Regions from separate parts of the Mus musculus genome. Here region 2 is linked to region 1. Evidence: chromatin contacts called from public Hi-C data. All regions are on one chromosome and are shown on one strand. The core of a region is the stretch at or near the end of the contact, and the rest is flanking DNA. Distances in the headings are between cores, read along the strand shown. Region 1 overlaps Pinx1 (PIN2/TERF1 interacting, telomerase inhibitor 1). Region 2 has its middle 39 kb from the start of Prss55.

Region 1 (5,702 bases), core at 1,908-4,407:
GAGCTGCAGCCTGGAGGCCCCAGTGAGGACGAGTGTTCCGATGCCTCTGTCGAAGCTGCAGAAGATTGTGTACAAACACCAGACATCCAGGATGATGTCCCAAAGCCCAAGAAGAGGAAAGCAAAGAAAAAGCTGCAAAGGCCAGAAGGAGTAGAAATAGACGCCACACTAGACAGAGCACCGGTGAAAAAGAAGAAGAAGAAAGTTTCCAGATAACTTGTGGCCTCCAACCACTCAACTGTCAGCACACTGCAGGGCCTGAAGTGAGAGCACGGCGAAGCCCAGGTGGCTCAGCATCTTTTAACATGCCCACAGGTTGCTGCTTCTACGCACCACATTTCCACATTTCCCCCAGGTCACCTTCCTAGGAGAACTGATTTGAATGTTCCAGATCATGTCTTTCAATAAATAAAATAACTTTTAATAAACAAATAGATTCTTTTTTAAGTGCTGAGCCTTTCACATGAGTGTTCATTCATATCCATACTAATACAGGTGTGTGTGTGTGTGCGTGCGTGCACACATACACACACACACACACACACACTCTCTCTGGTTTCCTTCAGTAACTGACTGCTGCTTCCTTCTGAAGGACTTAGTCTAATTAAGGGATTAAGAGGCAGTGACTTGGATGCAGATGGTTCCTTTTGTTCTGCAGCCAGCCATACATTTCTGCCAAGTGGGAATTACATGACTGCATTCCCCAGTGAGTGTTTTGCTGTGCTGTGCTTCAGTGTTGGTGGGTGGCTGTTTCTTCTGCTGTCTGCTGGCCACTAGGGATCCCAGGCCTCCTTTGATGACAGCATCAACTGGGGACAGTGAGTCCCTAGCTCTTATAGGTCACCAGAGGTTCATAAGTGTAGAGCCAGACTTATTTCTGTCTCATATTCCTTGGCTGAATCCCCTGGAATGGGCTTGTTTGTGTATAATAATCATTAAGTCTACAGAAAGTTGGATGGATGAAGAAAACTAGGGCATGAAACTGATGTCCTCTTAAAGGCAGGCTCTGCATTACGACTGCCCATAAGGAAGCTCTTGCAAGTATAGATATTTATGGGTATCTAAGGCACCAGCAAGCTATGCTTAAGCCAGGTGCTATTGCCTTATATCCACACTCCCTCCCCTTGCCACACATCCTTCCCCATGCCTCGAAGTGCCTCTGCAAGCCAGCCAACCCTGCTGTATGAAGGTACAAACCTGATCCCTCAGCCTGTGTCCTCTCTGCCACTTCTCCTCTTCCAACCCTGCCTTTCTTCCTTTTTTTCTAGCTCTCTTTGTATTTCCAGTTCCTAGCTTTCCTGCTTGTTTATCAGACCCTGCCTCCCATCCTTCTGAGGCAGTCTTGTGCTAATGGCCGTATTTTTCACAGAACTGTTTCGGTGGTGGTGGGGACCACTCAGGTAGACCTACACCCACACTGCGACACGTTGCTGCCTTCTTTTGCCGTTTGTTTTATTGAGTTTAAAGATTTGCTCACCGATTTATTTATGTTTATGTGTATGGGTGTTTGGCCTACATGTGTGTGTGTACTCTGTGTGTCTGGTACCCAAGGAAGTCAGAAGAGGGCATCATATCCTCTGGAACTGGAGTTATGTATGGTTACGGGATGCTGGGAAGGAACCCAAAGTGGGTTCTCACCAAGAATAGTAAGTGTTCTTAAGAGATGAGCCATCTTCCAGCCCCTGTTCTATTGAACTTAGTAAATCCCTAGATTAGTAAACTGAGGCAAGGGCTGGAGTTCAGTGACAGAGAGCTTGCCTGGCTCCATTCCTGGTGTAGGAAAGGGAAGTAGGGAGAGGAGAAAAGAATAGGCTTGTTTGCATGATCAGGAACATGTGAGGTCCATCTAGACTAACTGGGGAGATGAATCCCCAGCAGCCACATGCAGGTGGCTTCAAGTCACCCTCTATAGAGAGATATAGAGTATGACTGTAGTTTTAGTGGGCTCCTGGGTGATCTTTGTGTATTTTGTAGTGCTGAAGATCAAGCAAGTTGCTATACCTAGTAACTACCACTCAATGGTCTTAAATAGGTAGGTGGGGGTGGCGGGGGAAGGCATGTACTTAATTAGCTAAGAGTGGTGTACGATCATTGGCTTTGAAAAAGACAGAACACTTTCTCCAGAAGGCTCCGTTTTCATGTTTTCCCACTGGTCTCCCTCTGAGACTGTTCCATGGGTCAGAGGGGAAGTTGGAATAATAAGATAAGCACACAGGGAACTGCATGTGATAGTCTGGATACTTATAAAATCATTAGCACACAAGTCTCCCCTTTGCCTGAGTTACAACACTGGATGAGAATGCAGCAATCCTGCATCCTTCATTGCTCTCCTCAGCAGCCTCATTAGAGGAAAAGTTCCCAGAAAAAAGAGCAGCCCTCTGACAAGCTGCCCCCATGTTGTCTTGCAACAACCTTTTTCTGTGGATTTTAATAGACAATTATCATTAAGCACAGTCTTTGTGCTGGGCCCTATTCCAAGCACTTTAAATAAATCAACTTGTTAAATTGTCATTTGGCCCTGTGAGGTAACCGTCATTCCTCTCCCCTTTGCAGAAGAGCCTTTTGTGATGGCTGGAGATTTATGCTGCCCTAAAGCCCCATGATGCCCCAGCACCATCCATCTCTATACCATCCTGGGCCCAACCTAACTCTCAATTCCAGCTTTACCTGCCTTGTAGGCCCTTGGCTTGCATTGTCCCATTGCTGGGTTACTTACCTGCACATAGGAAGCAGCTGGCAGACTCCACAGCTAACCCACATTGGTTTTACCTGTCCATGAGAACATACCCTTGGGTGAATTGGAAATCCCCAAAGGGGCCTCCTTTTCCACCTTGGCCCCTGCAGTTGTTGGGAACTTGACTAAGTCAGCTTCTTACAACCTGTGTTGAAGACTGGTTAAAAGAACCTTCTACTTTGCAGTAAATATTGATGCTTTTGGAAGATAAAACCCAAACCAGCATTTGCTTCCTTGCACAGGCCATGCCTCTGTTTCTCTCTTCTTCACCTGTCCCCTGAGTGGCAGGAGCAGGCCGAGACCTGTTTGCTCAGAAGAATCAGCACCAGAAAAGTTCCCTTGCAATCTCTCCCAGTGATCTCAGCTCTTGGATCAGCAAGCAGCGGCTGTATTTAGATTTGAGTAAGAACTTCCTCCCCACCCGCCACCCTGTTTATCTCTCTCAGCTTCTGCAGCCGCTGCAGTTTAGAGCCTGTTGTGCTGGCATGGAGTGGAAGAGGTCAGATCGGGTGCCCGGTGCGTGCTTTTATGGTGTACCATTATTCATGAGCAAATTAGTACCGTGTCCTAATAAAGGAGGTGACTAACCTTGCATACAAGTAGTCTATTTAGGAAAGACTGAATATATTAAAATGACTCGAACAAGCCCTTCTGGATCCAGCAAAAGGAGAAAAAGGCAGACAGAGACATTGTGTAAAGAAGGGAACAGAGAAAGCGAGCCACTCCAGAGTTCATGTAGAGGTGATCCTGTAGTTAGGGACTGGCTAGTGAATGGACTGAGAACCTGAGTTGAATTTTCATGTAAGGAGTAACCATGTAAGGAAGCCTGCAGTGAGTTCTTTTACCGAGGAAAGGACTTGGTAGCTAATTACATCTGGAATTTTCCACACTGGATTCCCTTGGGAAAGTGAACGTAGATGCCAAAAAACAGTTATTGTAAAAACATGTCTTGATCACCAACTTTAGGCTTCAGGCTGCTCACGGTAGAAGAGCTGACCCATGAAGATCTCCCCACATTCCCAGTGTGTCCTTTAGAGCAGACCAGTAGATCCTGAGATAATCCCATCGCACGAGCCCAGGCTCAAGCCCCCTCCCCTCCATTCAAGCAGTGTTTCATCCTGAGAGCATCCTGGTCTGTGCCCCAGTTGGACTGGAAGCTTTCAGAAGGTCTTTGCCAGCCTGACCTGAACCTGGGGTGAGTTTGTACTAAAATCTCTCTATCAACAGCATTTCTAGCTGATGAACTGATGCTCATTCTCTGTGCTCCTCACACATTTTGCAATAGGCATGAGTTTTGCCCACCCTGGAGTCCATGTGAATGCCAGAGCCCAGCTACCCTCCAGTGGCTCTGCCATAGCAGGTCTGCTGCGGAGACAAGGATGGAAGGAGCTGGGAGACAACCTACTCCATCCAGTGCCAGAGAGAACCCTTTAGCCTGGAAGGGACCAAGTCAACCATTGAATGGTCAAAATGTCAGTTAAAATGTCGGGTGGTGGTTAGTCTGGAGGCTCATGGATGAAGAGTGTGACAAATGTTTCTACTCTCACCTCCATTCCTCCAGCCATCCTACAATGTCCTCTCCAGTCTCCTCTCCACTCCGTGGCTCTTCTTGCCCTCCACCTGGCAGGAGAGGGCTCCACACACCCTAAATGTTTGGGGGGTATTCCGTGCTGTTCTCCCCTCCCCCTCTGTAGAGATGCTCCTGACCTGCATTTCTGCTGCATCCTGGACAGTTCCTAGTCCAGGAACCCAGTGATATCAAGCTTTAACCCTATCTCTACAGGGGGCTTTTTCCAGCGCCCTCAAATCCTAGGCGTAATCAGGGAGCTCTAGCTCATCTTCCCTGGCTGCCTTCTGGACCTGCTGTTGCCATGGGAACCACATGCACCCACAGACAGCAACTCTGGCGTGGAGTTTTCAGCTGCTCTCCCCTGTCCACCAATATGCATGAAGCAGGCCTGTCCTGAAGCTCACGGCTTAGCACCCTCTGCCTGTGGGCACTACCCACATGCATCCGGGCTTCCTTCCCACTCTCAAATCTCTGGGACATGCTCCCCAGTGCCATGGCTCCATAGTTCTGGCTCGGAGTCACAGCATGGAGGTCCAGAGAGACCACTGTGTGAAGCTATAAAAGTGAAGTCTGAGGTTTGGGAGATGTTAGAGATGCCAGAGACATCTGCCATAGAGAGAGATGTATACAGGAAGTAGAACCAGCCCCAAATTAATGGATGTTACATGCAGCAAAGCTGGGGGTGCAAAGCCATTAAAAAACCCTTTGGAATTCAAGTCACAGACAATGGGCAAGGTGCTGCAAGATTTGGGGTCCTCCTTGATGGACTCCTGTCCACCGTTCCCTCATTCTGCTTTTTCTGTTCCCCTTTGGGATAAGAGAGTGTGTTGTGCACCGTATGTTGGAAATATGTCATTTGTTTTTCTTTTACAGGGGCTCGCAGCTAAGAGATTGCCCTGAATCTCAAAAGAGCCTCTGGACTTTTAAACCATGTTGAGACTGTGAAAAACTGTGGGGACTTTTGAAGATGGACTAAATGTCTTGCATCGATATGGCCATGAGCCTATGGGGCCCCAGGGAATTGACTATGGTGGTTTGAATGAGAAATGTTCCCCCTTAGAAATGCTCCTGTATTTGAGCACACTTGGTAGTGCTGTTTGGGAAGATGATGAAACCTTTAGGTCACAGAGCCTTGCTAGAGGAGGCATATTACTGGGGGTGGACATTGAGAGTTTACAGCCTCACCCCACCTCCAGTTTGCCCTCTCAGCTTCCTGTTTGCAGTTTAGGTGTAACCTCTCAGCTTCCTATTCCTGGTGCCATGCCTCTCCTACTATGATGAACTTCTATCCCTCTACAGCCATAAGCCAAAACAAATGCTTTCATATGTAGGTTGCCTTTGGTCATGGTGTTTTATCACAGCAATAGACATGTAACTTATTACACAGTATATATGAGA
Region 2 (5,702 bases), core at 1,391-3,890, 120 kb after region 1:
GCGAGGGATGGCACTGTGACCTGACACCTAGCCCCTAAAGTCCCCTTCTCTCACCCTGGCCCATCCTGCCTGCAGAGACATCAATCCTGATGATAGAGCATGCTTTGCCAACTCATCGCCCTGAGAGACCCTGCTCCTCTCTATTCCCTGTCACTGTGACAGGCTCTCAGCCCCCCTCCAGTTTTGATGGATGGCCCTGAACTGGCTTTCATGCATCTCCGTCTTCCCCAGAAGCTGTGACACAAGTAATTGGTGTCACCTCCATGGTCGCATGCCAAGTGCTGACAAAACAGCCCATAATAGGGGCTTGGTGCTCTGTCCTTGATTGCATGGGAAGAGGCTGCTGGGAAATGGTCCAGCACAGACATAACCTCTTGGGACTCAACGAGGAAGTGGCACATGCAAAGACTCCTGACCCCAACCCCACAGTTCTTATCCTGTGTGTGGCTTCTTCGAGAGCTGAATGGGCTAGGGACGAAGGGCTGCAGACCTCAAGAGCCGCCACTCCTTGATTCTTGCCAGCAAAGGTCCGGCTAATGCCCTTCTTAGTCCAAATGGCTTTCAGCTACAACACAGACTGAGGAACTGGAAGAGCCTAGTGATAGTCGAGTAGCCTGCTTGTGACCCAGAATACTCTATGTTAAGTAAGACAGACCTTGATCTCCTAGGAGACTATCAGGATAGAGGGAAGAAAGTGGCCTTCTGACATCTTGCTTGTCTCCTACAAGAGGGTAGCATTCCACCATACTTCATAGCATGGCATAGAAGCACAGGGAACTAAGGCCACACACTGAGACCTCCTATATGTCCCCAGAGGAACACTTCCCACTCCTTGCTCCCTGGCACCTCACCAGGAGCCAACAGAATCAGGGTAGGCTGAGAGTTGTAGGGGCACAAACCTCCCATCTCTCTAACACGCTAAAACCTGTCCTTCCTGAGGCCCAGATACACAAGGCTGTGTCCTTGAACCAGGTTCAGTGGTCCTTCTTGGCATCTGCTGACAGGCCTCTATCTATACTCTGGTTTTGCAGTGAAAGCCAGGCCTGGAACTGCTGGCTGTGGACACTGAGACCCTCCAGCTGCAGCCTCAGACCCTGTGGCAGCTGGTGCTTTCCTCTTGGTATGGGTCCTGGGCACCAGACCTCACGGTGCACACAGAACCTCAGCACACAACATCCCTGGCTCCGTTGTGCCTTCCTTTGCTGCTTCCGTCACTCTCTTCTTTACTTTTACTTCTTCATTAGAATGCTGTTCACCTTTTGCAAACTGCTCTAAGCCCTGATCCACAGAAGGCAGGCTCACCAATGAAGGGCCAGGCAGGTCGTAAACCATGCTCTGAGCTGTGACCAGGAAGGGACAGCAGACATACAAGGCTTCTCCTGCACCAGGGACTGGGTCTACAGTGGCTGTATCCCACAGGGAGTGATTTTATATCCACCACCCTTGTGTTCTGTGCACTGCCAACGACAGTTCTCCTGTTATAAAAAGTATGTCTTGGCTGCAAGGTAGCTAAACCTCCGGGAAACAAATGGGGTGATATGTGTGCATCATTTAACCATGAGGCAGCTTGGTGTCTTATTGGGCACAAGTCTCAGGGTGTGTGGTTTCCCTAAAGCCCCCAAGGGCTAGCCTGTCTAAGTGACTATCAGGCCTACCTAAGATCTTATTTGTTTCAGTCTAACTTCCAGAGTGGGGTGAAAAGCCTTTTTTATGGCTGAATTTGACTTTGATGGTGTCATATGTTTTTTGAAGATAACAAATATATGGTTGGGGCTGGGCGAGGTGGTGCACACCTTTAATCCCAGCACTCGGGAGGCAGAGGCAGGCGAATTTCTGAGTTTGAGGCTAGCCTGGTCTACAGAGTGAGTTCCAGGACAGCCAGGGCTACACAGAGAAACCCTGTCTCACAAAACAAACAAACAAACAAACAAACAAAACCAAATATATGGTTTTTGTTTCTCAAATCCATCTTACTTGCTTATATTTTTAAAATAATTCTGTGCATGTGCATATGTGTGTGTTCATGCATGTGACAATGCCTGGGTCTGGAATCCAGAGAAGAATACTCAGGAGTTGGTCAATTCCTTCCACCACTGTCTTTTGAATGCAGGTAGTCAAGCTGGCACAAGTGCTTTTACCTACTGAGCTATCTCAGTGGCCCTAGTCTGTGTCTTTTGGTTGGGAATTTAGCCCATTTATGTTCAAAGTTATAACTGAACGCTCTGTGCTGATTCTTGTCTTCAGTTCATGCCCTAACTACTGGGGAACACGGGAAAGAACTGGAGAAGCTTGCTCTGGGCTCTCCTGGAAGCTCTTGCCATCCAGCATGGGACGGTTGCAAGAGCCCTTCTTGGATTCGTAGCTCTGTCTGCTCCACGGTGAAAAGAAAAGAGGCTTGTAGGCTGACTGGCAGGGGAAGCTCCTGGATGGAGCAGCTCCCCTGGGGAATAGAGCTTACAATACCCAGAGAGTAGTCTCTGTTGATTCTTGAGCGACAGCCTGGGAGAGCCCCCCACCGCCCCCGCCGCCGCCGCCCGCCCCGCCGCCAGCCGCTCAGCTCATTGTCCCACACAGGGTAGTCGGCTCTGATTCTGGGACTCAGTCCTTGAGCCACAGCCTGGGAGAGCCCCTGCTGCCGCCCGCTGCTCATTGTCCAAGTGCTGCCACTTTTCCTCTGCTACATTGTTCCCTTATCAGCATTCCACACACTGTGGTGGCTGCACAGGAAAGCATGGCCACCACTGAGGCTGTCGCCTGGGTGGTGGATGCCAGGTGTCCCGCCACACAATCGGCCCCTCAGGCCCATCCCAGAGCCCGGACAAACTGGTCCACTAGGGCAACATTTGGCTGACCCTGCTCTCTTCAGGGTTGTTAAAGGAGAGAATAAAGAAGAACAGACTCTAGTCCTGGTGACCTCAGGAGGCACGTGTGGCACTGCTGGGTCTCTGCCCTCACTGCGATGTCCCACGGGAACTGAAATCTCTGGTCCATGACGGTGAAGCATAGGCTGGTGCTATGGAGAAAGTCAAGGAAGGCAGGGAAAAGAAAAACGCTTCAGGGACTGCTCTTAATGGACATTAGGCTGGTGGTTGGGAGGAACGGTGCCATCTGTAGTTCCTGAACCGTTTTCTGAAGTGAATGGTTTAGACTCAATATGACAGCTTCTACCCAGGGATTGGGGAACAAGGTCTAGCAGGAAGTGGGAGCAATTTGTTTTGGGTCTGCACTAGCCTAGAATACTCTTGGGCACTAAGGAAGGTGGGTGGTGCTGATGCAACAAATTAAACTATTAGACACCTAATTAAATTTGAATATTTAAATCAGTGAATAAGAGCTTTAAAAATGTCTTATCCCTATGATATGGTGGCAAACACCAGAGTACTGGAGGTGCAGACCAGAGGGTCAGGGTCATCCTCGGCTAATACTGAGCTGATCTCAAATAAATGAAACAAAACAGATATAGTCATGTAATGTTTAGCTCAAACACTTAAATGCTACACTGAAATGCAAGAGTAATCAGGCAATCTGTGTTTTATTTTGTCTCATCCACCAGGAGAGTGAGAGAGACCTCAAGAGGTCTGGGGCAGCCCCTCTCAAAGTTTGGGTCTCAAGCTCTTTTCTGCTTCTTCGGGTAGCACCCATCATCAGGGCTTATGGGTACAGGAGAAGCCTCCCAGCTGTTCTATTACCCTGAAAAACAAAACAAAACAAAGCAAAACAGACAAAAACACAAAAAGCAAAACAAACAAAAACCCACAAAAACAAAACAAAACACCAGCAGCTAGGTTAGTGCTTCATTTACAGGTGGTGTATCTCCCTCGCCCCCTGCTGGCAACATCAGATATTACAGCTTCTTGGTCAGGTCTTGTCCTGGAAATCTCTGAGCCCTGAGTCTGAGACCACCCACCTTTCATCTGCCTGGGGGAAATCAGAAATGTGGATTTTTGTGAAGAAAATCACACTATCCTCTGTGTATCATAATTTCTGAAATATCACCTTACCTTACCCCAGTCAAGTAGGAATTTAGAGAAAATAGCATAATTTTCACCAATTTTATGTACCCAGAGTCTAGAAATTTCTAGAAACAAAAAAAGTTCATGACACTTGTGAGCTAACAAGACTCAAGCCCTTAAGAAGACAGAAACTCTAGGATTGGAGACAAGATAGATGCAGAAGGGTCTCCTCACATCAGAGCAGGAAGTCACTGCCCCAAAGAATTTCAAAGCCCCTTGCTTCTGCATTCTGGTTACCGTGGAACGTTGAATGCACACACACTCCATGTGCCGCTAGGACACCTAGGACACTAGGGCACATCAGTGCTATCTCAACCTCGTGACATCTATGCTCCGAGTGGAACGCTGACAGAGTTGTGAGCCTAAACTCACAAGCATCCTGGGATCTGCAGATGGGGAGAGCTGGGCTTGGTGGTTCCTCAACAGTTTGGAGGTCTTTCAGGAAAACAAGGTGAGATCGTGAGCCCATAGGTCTGGAAGTCAACGTTCATTTGGAAAGAATAAATAAATCACAATTAGCATATGTTGATAAAGGCTTTATCATCGGAGGTGGTTTTAGGCTCACAAGAAAGTTGAGGTATACAGAGTTCCCAAGTTCCCATGGGGTTCCCTCCATGATGAGCATTTCCCACTGGAGCAGGACCTGCATTGTTTGTTTTGACTTTTTGTGTGTTTACTTATTGTGGCACCGTCTCACTCTATAGCGCTGGTTAGCCTGGGAACCAGGCCAGCCTTAAACTCAGACCCACCTGCCTCTGCCTCCCAAGTGCTGGGATGAAAGGTGTGCACACCAAGGCCAAAAACTCAACCCAGGCTGTGACTGTACCCACAAAGGCCTGGCTGCCCCTGAGGCAATGGTATTGTGTGTGTGTGTGTGTGTGTCTGTGTGTGTGTGTGTCTGTGTGTGTGTGTGTGTGTCTGTGTGTGTGTGTGTGTGTGTGTGTGTGTGTCTGTGTGTGTGTGTGTGTGTGTGTGTGTCTGTGTGTGTGTGTGTGTGTGTGTCTGTCTGTCTGTGTGTGTGTGTGTCTGTGTGTGTGTGTGTCTGTCTGTCTGTTTGTCAGGGTCATTTTCCAAGAAGCGCTGCCTAGTGAGAGTGACTCCGAGACCCATCTTTCTCCTTGTCTCTGAAGCAATATTAATCTTACTCTGCCAAGGTTTAAAGTGGGTGCAGTTTGTACTACTATCCCTACGCTACCCTGTCCTCCACCCCAAAGACAACAACACGGCAGTGACTGCCCGGTAAATGAGAATACTAAAGGGGAGGCATCGTGAAGGAAGTAATTTGATCTCCTGAGATGTGAAGGCAAGGTTCAAAGTCAGTGGAACAGAACAAGAAGAACAGGAGGAAACACCACACAATGGCCACAGGCTGGTGTGAACGGTTCTCCGCAGAGGACGGCTCACCAGGTTTGAGTTCTGAGTTCCTGGGCAAGGCAAGGAAGCTCTTTGTGATCCAAGAGCTTTCTTGTTCAGTGGCCTGATTTGGACAGGGCTTGGAGGAGCCCTGAGGACAGTTTGGATGATTGATCACCCTTAGGGATCAGAATTCTAGTTCCTGCTGGGTTCATGAGTTGTGTTTAGGTAAGCAGTGCCCTCTACTGCTCTGTTGCTTGCATTGCAGTTCCCAGGGCAGCTACTTTGCCTGGAGCCTTGTCAACAGGGGAAAGTGGAACAGGTTAAGACACCAAG

The links. Hi-C and Micro-C count contacts between places; a contact is called where the count stands out from the background.
Region 2: a Hi-C map of the N1E-115 cell line shows a contact between it and region 1, with 4 times the contacts expected there. The contact joins two enhancer-like sites. A contact is called at or near these places in 2 of 15 datasets of contacts at CTCF or cohesin (the NIH/3T3 cell line and embryonic stem cells), 11 of 484 Hi-C or Micro-C datasets (the N1E-115 cell line, bone marrow-derived macrophages, embryonic fibroblasts and 6 more), 12 of 115 datasets of contacts at active chromatin or transcription factors (T-cell acute lymphoblastic leukemia, embryonic basal ganglia, embryonic fibroblasts and 8 more) and 3 of 9 other capture datasets (adipose tissue, liver and pancreatic islet).

The regions. Positions count from the first base shown.
Region 1 is chr14:63,919,409-63,925,110 of GRCm38.p6, forward strand. Pinx1 (PIN2/TERF1 interacting, telomerase inhibitor 1) reads left to right here. Exons shown (of 7, transcript NM_028228.3): 7 at 1-451. The coding sequence ends at 216. Among named protein-coding and RNA genes, the nearest start is that of Sox7, 21 kb to the right of the region's middle. Within about 2 kb of position 3,158, at least 36 of the 459 cell types and tissues checked have an H3K27ac peak or open chromatin away from gene starts, as enhancers often do. A contact at or near this core is called in the N1E-115 cell line, where this site is marked.
Region 2 is chr14:64,043,796-64,049,497 of GRCm38.p6, forward strand. No RefSeq gene overlaps it. Among named protein-coding and RNA genes, the nearest start is that of Prss55, 39 kb to the right of the region's middle. Within about 2 kb of position 2,641, at least 26 of the 459 cell types and tissues checked have an H3K27ac peak or open chromatin away from gene starts, as enhancers often do. A contact at or near this core is called in the N1E-115 cell line, where this site is marked.